2 separate regions of the Mus musculus genome follow, and region 2 is linked to region 1. The links are chromatin contacts, called in public Hi-C maps. All regions are on one chromosome and are shown on one strand. The core of a region is the stretch at or near the end of the contact, and the rest is flanking DNA. Distances in the headings are between cores, read along the strand shown. Region 1 overlaps Kif26b (kinesin family member 26B). Region 2 overlaps Smyd3 (SET and MYND domain containing 3).

Evidence for each region. A called contact is a pair of places that touch in the nucleus more often than the background predicts.
Region 2: a Hi-C map of cerebellum shows a contact between it and region 1, with 1.6 times the contacts expected there. The contact joins two enhancer-like sites. A contact is called at or near these places in 1 of 15 datasets of contacts at CTCF or cohesin (the NIH/3T3 cell line), 4 of 484 Hi-C or Micro-C datasets (brain, cerebellar granule neurons and cerebellum) and 1 of 9 other capture datasets (embryonic stem cells).

What each region holds. Positions count from the first base shown.
Region 1 is chr1:178,745,165-178,749,787 of GRCm38.p6, reverse strand. All of the region lies in intron 4 of Kif26b (kinesin family member 26B), which reads right to left. It also overlaps the pseudogene Gm34176. Among named protein-coding and RNA genes, the nearest start is that of Gm46249, 28 kb to the left of the region's middle. Within about 2 kb of position 2,052, at least 7 of the 459 cell types and tissues checked have an H3K27ac peak or open chromatin away from gene starts, as enhancers often do. A contact at or near this core is called in cerebellar granule neurons and cerebellum, where this site is marked.
Region 2 is chr1:179,010,288-179,014,910 of GRCm38.p6, reverse strand. The region is part of intron 10 of Smyd3 (SET and MYND domain containing 3); the gene reads left to right. Among named protein-coding and RNA genes, the nearest start is that of Gm46249, 240 kb to the right of the region's middle. Within about 2 kb of position 2,425, at least 37 of the 459 cell types and tissues checked have an H3K27ac peak or open chromatin away from gene starts, as enhancers often do. A contact at or near this core is called in cerebellar granule neurons and cerebellum, where this site is marked.

The sequences.
Region 1 (4,623 bases), core at 803-3,302:
GAGCTGATGAGCTGTGACCGAGCTCAGGGGCTGAGCCCATGTATGAGTCTCTAGGTTCAACCCCAGAACCAGGGAAAATAGAATAAAAAAAAAATGAACAAAAAAACCCCTCAAACTCAGAAACTCATGAAAGAAACACATGGGAAACTCTCAAAGACTCCAGTGTAGGCACTATTTTAAATATCTTGTTTTATTAGTTTGTCTATTATTAGCTTTCGTCTTTTCTTTTTGGGTCTTTTGTTGGGGGAGCCATTGTTGTTTTATTTTTCAGATCTTGCTCTGTAGCCCTGGCTGGCCTCAAACTCATTCTGTAAACCAGGTTGACCTTGAACTCACAGAAATCATTCCTCAGTCCTTCCAAGTTGCTGGCACTGCAGGTTTGTCTGGGCTATCAGTCCAACTAATTTACAAGACCCTCCAATCACAGGAAACAAAAGCAAAAACAGGCAAATGTGGTTTCACCAAAAGAACAGGCTTATCCTCGCCAGTATGAGATTTTTATTCCACTCTTCAAACATATTTTTTTATTTCTGCTGCTCTAGAACATAGTTTTGTTTTGACTTACGAACTCAGCTCTTCTTCCAGCTCAGGTAACCACAATGCTCCCATTCATTGACTGGTCCATCCCAAGATTCTATATGTCCAGGTTCCACAATGTTGCATAGCCTATGTGGTCCCAGAGGAAGCAGCAGTGCCTTGTGCAGGAACATGCCACAAGTGCATGGGACATCAGTTCCGTGCAGTCTGGACAGGCACAAGGTGCTATTTCTATGTCCTACAATAGACAAGGCTGAACTCCTTGATATAGATGTAGAATCTCAACCACTGGTCCACAGACAAGTAGGAGTAAAAAGATAACTAGGGGGCAGAGACACGACTCAGGAGTTAAAAGCACTAGATGCTCTTGCAGAGAGCACAGGATTGGGTCCCAGCACCCACAGGGCAGTTCATAACTGTAAAGAAAGTTCCAGAAGATTTGGTGCCCTCATCTGGCCTCTGTGGGCACTGCATGCACAGGGTATGCTTATATACATGCAGGTAAACACACACACACACACACACACACACACACACACACACACACTCATTATCATCATCATCATCATCATAACAATAGTAATAATAAATGGATCTAAAAGAATAACTAAATTGGGAAGCAAGCAGAGTTCAAATTCCAACCTGTCGGGAAGAAAAGCCACAACAGAGGAGATAGGTAGGCAGCGAGCCTTGCAGAAACTACTGATCAACTCCCTTGGATTTGCTTTCCTTTTTTTTTTCCTCTTCTCCAGACCGCAGGATGGAAATAATTGGGTGTTTGCAAACAAAATGCAGAAAGAGGAAATGCTCCGTCTAAAGCTGTAATTAGCATGTCATTGCTGTCTGTGATGTGTGCACACAGAGATGCATTCCTACCGAAGTGGCTTCCTCTTCCACCCCTGCCTACTTCCAAAATGGGCCTGAGTGACAAGATACAATGGAACAAGACTACAGACTTAACAGTGCTAAAACCTGCTCCTACCCGCAGGTACTACCTACAGTTCACCGGTTGTTCCGAATGATAATGGAGGTGACCAGCCTAGGGAAATTACCATGCTGGAAATGAATGCTTGGCTTTTATTTGCAGGCTAAGGACGCTAACGTTTCTCCTAACTGGGCTCACGTCATATTTGATGAATGCTCAAACATGATTGTACCAGTAGCATTTTCTCTGAAAATTGCAACAATTACTCATTAGCAAATGAGGGCCCTCGGGCAATGAATCCGCTCCGAAGACTGAGTGCCCTGTTACCAACACATGCAACAAATTAATCCTGAAAGTTTGGCACTTGGAATGGGGATTAGAGTGTTGCAATTAAAATTCACATGTACAAGTTGCATCCGTTATTGCTTCTAAAAAATTTATTTGACCTTTCTGTGGCAAGTCGCCTGTCCTAGGTTAAAAGGAACTTTAAAGTGCATGAAGATATGAGCAACGAACCTCTACAGTGAAGCAGGCAGGAAAGGATGGAACTGAATTCGGAGCATATGGAGCCTGGAACGGACTTTTGGTCAGACTCATTAGTGGATGCTGAATAAATTCAGTCACCATCTGCTTGTTCTTCCACACCCTGGAACAGCAGTACCTGCCCAAGGCTCATCCTGCCTTTCCCCACCCCACCCCCCTGCCCCCTTAGAGTCTTTGGCTGCTATCTTCATGTCATTTTAAATATAGTATAGCTGGTCTCTTGCTACCACCTGGAGCTTGGACTGCTGCTAAGAGATGGGTTTGAGGACAGTTGACTAGGTTTCTGCCCCTTGCTATTAAGCCTGGGCAAGATCCTCAGTATTTTTATCTGTTTCCCAAAGCAGAAAAGATGCAGACTGGAATGCGTGTTCATCCTTGGAGCAGTTCTGGCCCTCCAGCACTCAAAAATAATAACTGGCCTAATTTTTGCAAGACTTCCTCGGGGAAAATGCAAGTATTTCTGTATTACCTTAAACCACAAAAAGCAATTTGGCAGCTTCTAGAAAAGGAGAAGGCAGACATCTCTATGTTGGAGCAACCTCATCACTACCTTTGAAAGCTTGCACATGCGCACAAGGGGAGGTGATGGACACACATTCCCAACAGTGTGCACAAACACAAAATATTGGGATGATGGTGAAGAGGGAGGATAAATAAGTTGTGGTATTTCCACAGAATAGATCAGCCCCACTTTATTAAGATGCTTCAATCCCAGAAGCATAACGCTGAGGAAGTAATGTTGCAACAGAAACATGGATGGTAACATTTGTCAAAACTCTAAAACTGTGACACAATGTTTCACGTTGCTTAGAGAAACATGTATGCCGGGTGTTTAAACCGAGCACTTCTGGAGGGGAAGAGGAGAGAGATGAACAAGGTCTGCAGAGGCCTCAACCATACTGCTGTCTTATTTCCTTAGGAAATGATTGATGAGTGGGGACCTTATGACTTCTAAGCTTTCTTCTTCTAGTCACAGTTTGTATGTATAAACTACTGCTTGACTTGAAAAAGCATCTGAGCTGTACTATTGGTTTTGTTGTTGTTTCCTTGTCTGTTTTGATGTGGAATCTCAGTCTGCGGCCCCAACCTCAGAATCATGATCTCCCTGCCTCAGCCATCTGGGTTGTGAGGTTGCAGGAGTGTCGGGCACAGTCAGTGCCTACTTTTGCTTTGGTTGAGAACATCTGTCCTCTGTGATGAGCTGCAGTCTGAGGCCACAGATATGACACGCTGTTTACCTTGCAGCTTCCCTCCCTAGAGCAATTCATTATAAAAGTTTTCCTTATTATAATTCCTAATGGTCAAGAAAAAAATTCTCGTGTTACTTTACGAACCAACCCTGTACATCAATGGCATATTTAGATAATGGATCGTTCTCTCATTTAAAAGCATTTATGTAGTCCCCTGAGTGTGCACAGCCCCATGCCAGGGTTGGGAAACGATAATGGGGTTATATTATAAAAGGAGCTTGGCCACTGCAGTTTCATTAAAAATTAAAATATTTTGGGTAACTCAGTTCATACTTTAAAAATAACATAATGGAGTTCTTTAGAAACTAGGAAAACCCCCCAAATACTCCAAGAAGAGTATGAAAGAAAAGAAACAAAAAACTTTAGCAGAAACCACTAACCAAAGGAAACGTGGGGGAATTTTCAAACGTTATACAATTTTAAGCTATCAAAGGGCAAAGGTAACACTCAGTCTTGGTACAAATCCAGGGGACTGAGTACTCAGCACCCGGGCAGAGTGTGGCCCTCTGCCCCAAACAGCTTAACAATAGCAGCAGCCCCAAAGATTTTCCTGCTAGACTTACAGGTGAAGACAGCAAACAGGGACATGCATGGGACTTCTCATGCAAGGATACTCAGAGAAAGAGCTTTATCATAGCGAGTCACTTAAATATACAACAGGGTAGTCATTAAATAAGATGTTATGATGTAATGGGATAACCAGAGGCTCGTTTGGGTTTGTTTTTCCGTTCATATAAAATGACATGGGCAAACATTCAAGAAAAAAACAAAAAACATCAGCTGAGAATATTCTGCTCGGGTAAACTGGATGCTGTAAACGATGTATGCTGTCACCCGCCCACACACCCACCACGGGTTCCCAGAACTCCCTGGATACTCCCACTCCACAGGTGCTCAAGTCCCTTACAGAGATGGGAAGTGAAGATCACACCAGCACTGGGTGGCTGTCACCCCAAGTGGGCCATTGTAAGCTAAAGGAAGCCCAGAGAAACATACCAAGGCTTGCAGGCTGTTGGGTCCTGTTGGGATAGGTCTGCCTAACTACAGTATTCTGGACAATATACACTCTCTGCTTCACTCCTGGGGTCTATTTAACTCATATGCTGAACACTGTTTTGTAAACAATATCTGTCCTCTCCACCGCCCTCTGTATCCAGCCAGGCTTCTCTCCCGTATAGAGAAAAGTCTCCTCTGGGTACCACACTTCAAGCATTTGCTCGTGCTGCAACTGTAAATGCTGATGTCCTATGGTCTTCTTATCTCGATGGCTCAGGACTAATTCTATTCAATTAAAATCAACCAATGGCTCAGGACTAATTCTACTCAATTAAAATCAACCAACAGGCACTATTGAGAGGTAGGATATTA
Region 2 (4,623 bases), core at 1,176-3,675, 260 kb before region 1:
AACACAAGCCCACCCATCCCTGGAGAACTACAGGCACTGTGCATGGTACCACCTGTGAGCTTATGTGCCCTGCTGCACTTGGCCATACAGAATGTAGGAGAGGCAGAGTTTAGGGATGTCTGTGAGAGGCTCAGACACACTGGGAAGAAGTCAATACAGAGCTGAGTCTGCACATGTTACTTATCGAGAAGAAAAAGGCAGAGAGCCATGGGCTACAAGTTTCTAACTCAGGGCTGTACCCAGAACTGTAACCAAAAAGGCAGCACAGACATGGTGCTTCATCTCTTGTCTTTGCCTCTGTATTATTCTCTGTAGGTCAGTCAATCCTGGGGGCTCACCAGAAGATGACAAATACTGATAAGTCAACAGGCTTTTGGAAAGGCAGGCAAAGCTGCAGAAATCTGGCGTGCTATCCTTGGAAACTCTGTGACCTTGAGCATTCTCTGCAGTTTCCATAGACTTGTTTTTCTCACTGGTGGGTGACAGAAATGACCTTGAAGGGTTGCTCTGAAGGCCCACTGGGAAGCTCAGATACAACTTGAGGCCCAGGAGCGGTGACATGGCCCTGACAGTGCTATTCTAGAATGGAGCTGTGTTGAAGGGGCAGCTCTGAGGAAGCAGCCTGTTGAGATCTAGAATCTAGACATCCCACTGGAGTACCATCTCACCTTGAAAGCAAGAGAACCCTGTCACCTTCTACCACAGCCGATAGACCTTGAAGACACCACATGGGGTTGAGTCAGCCAATCATGTGAGAATAAATGCTGTGGTTTCTGTTACATGAGCAGCCAAGCCTGTGGGATAGAAAAGGCTTCTGGGAGCTGGAAGGGGAGACCTGCTCCATGTGGTGTCCATCTTGCAAGATGGAGACATTCTGGACACCTGCCTCGTAGCACTGACTCTACTGGAGATTGGTAGACTGATCCTTTAAAACTGGTAGAGTGAGCCTGATGCATTTTCTTTCATTTTTATGTAAGAAACATCGAATTTAACACAATACATAAGGTGTTGTGCAAGGTGTTAAATTGAGACCAGAGAGAGAAAGATGAGAGGGGCAAGGGAGGTTCCTGCCTTCAGGGAGTTGGGAAAGTAGCAGAGTTCTTCTAGAGAAATGTCAGCATTGCTGGGGGCAGTGAGCGAGGGCAAGCTTCTGGACACTTTGAAACTGTGGGTTCTATAGATGTAAGACAGGAACTCTGGGTCTGTTATAGGAATGAAAGGAAAGTGGGTTTGGAGTGGTGGGTGGATACTCAGGGTGACAGCTGCTTTCTTACCACTGTGATCAGAGGCTTACAGGAAGCAACTTAAGGGTGGAAGGTTCCATACTGGCTCATGGATACAGTATTCTTGGAGGGGAGGGCCCAGAGCACATAAGGTGGCTGGTCACATTGTATCTATGGAGGAAGGCAGCAAGAGAGGAATGTTAGCACTCAGCTGGCTCCACTGTTAACCCTTTCAGGACTCCAGTCTCTAACTACCAGCATTCAATATGATTCCCCTTCTCAGTTAAACCTCTCAAGAAACACTCTCAGACATGCCTCCTAATCCACTTAGGTTGAGAGCAAAGGCCACCCATCACACTCAGTAATGTCACACTTTTTCTTGCCTTTACCATCAAGTCCTCTCTCAAAGGGGTTTGTAATCTCACAGAAGAGGGAAGGAAAAGATAAAGTCACAACAAACATCACAGGGCATAAGGAAAAGTAGACAGTAGCATGGGCAGGGTGTGCAGGGAGGGCCAAGTCTGGCCTCAGCCTTGAAACTGTGGGTTCTATAGATGTAAGACAGGAACTCTGGGTTTGTTATAGGAATGAAAGGAAAGTGGGTTTGGAGTGGTGGGTGGATACTCAGTTCAGACTGGTGGCCCTTTCCAGTCTGAAGGCAGAGAAGCAGACCAAACAGAGGAGTCACCCGAGATCTCATACAGCAACTTCTCAATTGTCAGAGTCTCCTTCTGAGAGACAGGAAGAGAAGGAGGGCCTGAGACATAGCGTTCCAGCTGTGGAGACACTGGGCAGCTCTGATCAGATTTTTAGTATGGTAGAAATGGAGACCTGGAGAGGACCAGCTAACATGACAGCAGAGGCTACCAGAACGAGACAGGCTCTCCTTGGAAAACACATCTGTCTGAAGGCATGTCTGGCGAGGTGGTTTTCATGGGGCCTTCTCAGGGTGGCTATCTAGAAGGTGTGTGCCCTGGAGCTCCCGGCCACTGCTGACAGTGGTTAAAGGGGGCAGAATCTGAAAGTCTCTGCCTCCTGAGTGGAAGAGGAGGCTGCCATGCAGATGAGAATCACAAATGGCCCTAGCCTTTGGATCCCTTTGGAGCCGAGGCGAGGCCTGCTGTCACCTTGTCCACACTGTGCCCTCATGTCACGTTGTGAGTCTTTCTGGCAGTGTCCTGCTCTCCCTTGTACAGTCAGTTTGAGGAAGTGGAATCTGGGAACCTTGCCACCCTCCAGTACCTGGTGGCCTGCCAGGACTTTGGATACAGTGCAGTTTTATCCTGGAGCAAATTTGATGCCAGCCCAGAGGATCCTTTCCAATTTCCTTCTTCCACCTGGCAGTCTTGCTGTTCTGCCTGTCCCTGCATCGGAAGAGAAGAGAGCAGAAACCTGTGTCTCAGGGGCTGCCCTGGAAGGTCACCCAACAGCTAAAGTGAATGACGCGATGGGGCTGGCGTTGGAGGTGAATCCACAACGTGGGACTTGATTAGTAAAGGCTTCTTGAGTGAACTTCTCAGAAAAGCATCCATATGGCTGAAACTGAGGGGCCCTGCTGGGATGGTTCACAGGCTGGGAGCTTCTCCTGGACAAAAGCAGTTGGCCTATGACATTGCAGGGTCTTTAGATAAGGTTCTTCTTTCCCTCATTTCTGTCGTCTTTCTCCTATGGGCTTCTAAGGCTTAGATGCCTAGAGCCTTTGGGGTGTGTGTGTGTGTGTGTGTGTGTGTGTGTGTGTGTGTGTATGTATGTATGTGTGTGTTTGTGTATATGTGTGTCTTCATGTGTATATGTATATATGTGTGTGGATATGTGTGTTTGTGCGTATATGTATATATGTGTGCTTTTCATGTGTATGTGTTTATATGTATGTGTTTATATGTGCAGAGGTATGTGTGTATGTGTATACATGTATATGTGTGGGGTTTTGTATGTATGTATGTATGTATGTATGTATGTATGTGTATGGGTATGTGTATGTTTCTATATATATGCATATGTAAGTTTATATGTATATGTGTATTTATGTACACATGTATGTTTTATGTATTTTCATTTGTATATTTTTGTTTATGTGTTTTGTGTGTGTGTGTGTGTGTGTGTGTGTGTGAAGGAGAGAAAATAAGAAAACAGGACAAGATCAAGAAGGAAAGAAAAATTGATTTTCAAGTAGTCCTAAAAAACAGTGGAAGTATTGTAATCTGTTTTCTGTTGCCACAACAAAATACTCAAGGCTAGATAATTTATAAAAGGAAAAAGGTTCGAAGCTGGAAAGCCCACAAGCATAGTCCATCAAGGGCCTCCTGCTGTTTTATCAGAAGCCTAAGGAGGAGGAAAAAAAAACCTATTACATGCAGCTTCACCTTGTAACCACGTATTTGGAGGTGACTAATCCTGCAAGAGAGACAAGAAACCATGCAGGGGCTCCATTCTCCCTCCCCATCTTGCTGCAGAGTCTAACACATGGGTAGGGGACACTCAAACCCCACCAGAGAGCAAGAGAATGTGAGCCAGGCCCTCTACACTGCTTCTTCTGATTGCAGTCCCTTCCATACCTCTCTGTCTGGCACTAGCCCTCTGAAGCCAGAGGCCTCTGTCAGTGCGTATTTCACATCAAATAGCTGAGCTACCTGGTTGGCTCAAAAGCCTTGTGATGGCAGACAGACAGTGCAATAATTAGGGAGGCAGAGGCTACCAGTCCTACTGACAGTATTACATCCTCTGCCTTGCCTCCCTGTGCTGTTGGGAAAGGAGCAAGAAAGGGTTTCCCCTCCCCCTTCCTGTTTCTATTAATGCTCACCCTGACTCAGCCTTGCACTGGTAGATTTGAAGAATGATTTTACAGGAAGAATGAAGATTTGAAGAGTGGCTTTACACTTTACGCAGCATGCGTAGTGCTGTCTTTGGTTGTAGAGTTAAGAGAAGCTAGGCATGCCAAGCACAAAGTGAGCCAAAGGGAGAGCAGGGCTGGACCCGCAGTGGACTGTGATCAGTGGGATCGCCACAGAAGACGGTTGGAGAGTCCTTGTTCTCAGCTGCAGAGAGGCCCCATAATGCAGAGTGCCACACAGCCACAGTGGCAGCTGTGGCAAGAACTGAGTTCCTGGGTCCCAGGCCCCAGCCAAGTAGACTCTTTCTACACAGTGGAGGAATACATCAGTAGTAACTTGGATTGGCTTACATGGCTCTTACTGTGGCCCAACCAAGTGTCACTGTATGTCAGTCTTCACATTCTGAAATGTGTTAGAATCAGGCCTAGAAGTAAAAGACAAGCCCCAAACCCCGGGGTCCTGAAATCCTTTTCTTCCCACTAAGGGGTGCTGTTGTCTGGGTTGGGGTGAGGGGACTATTCAGAGGATTGGTTCCTGGTGAGGAGGGGCCCCTGTGACCATAAGCCTGC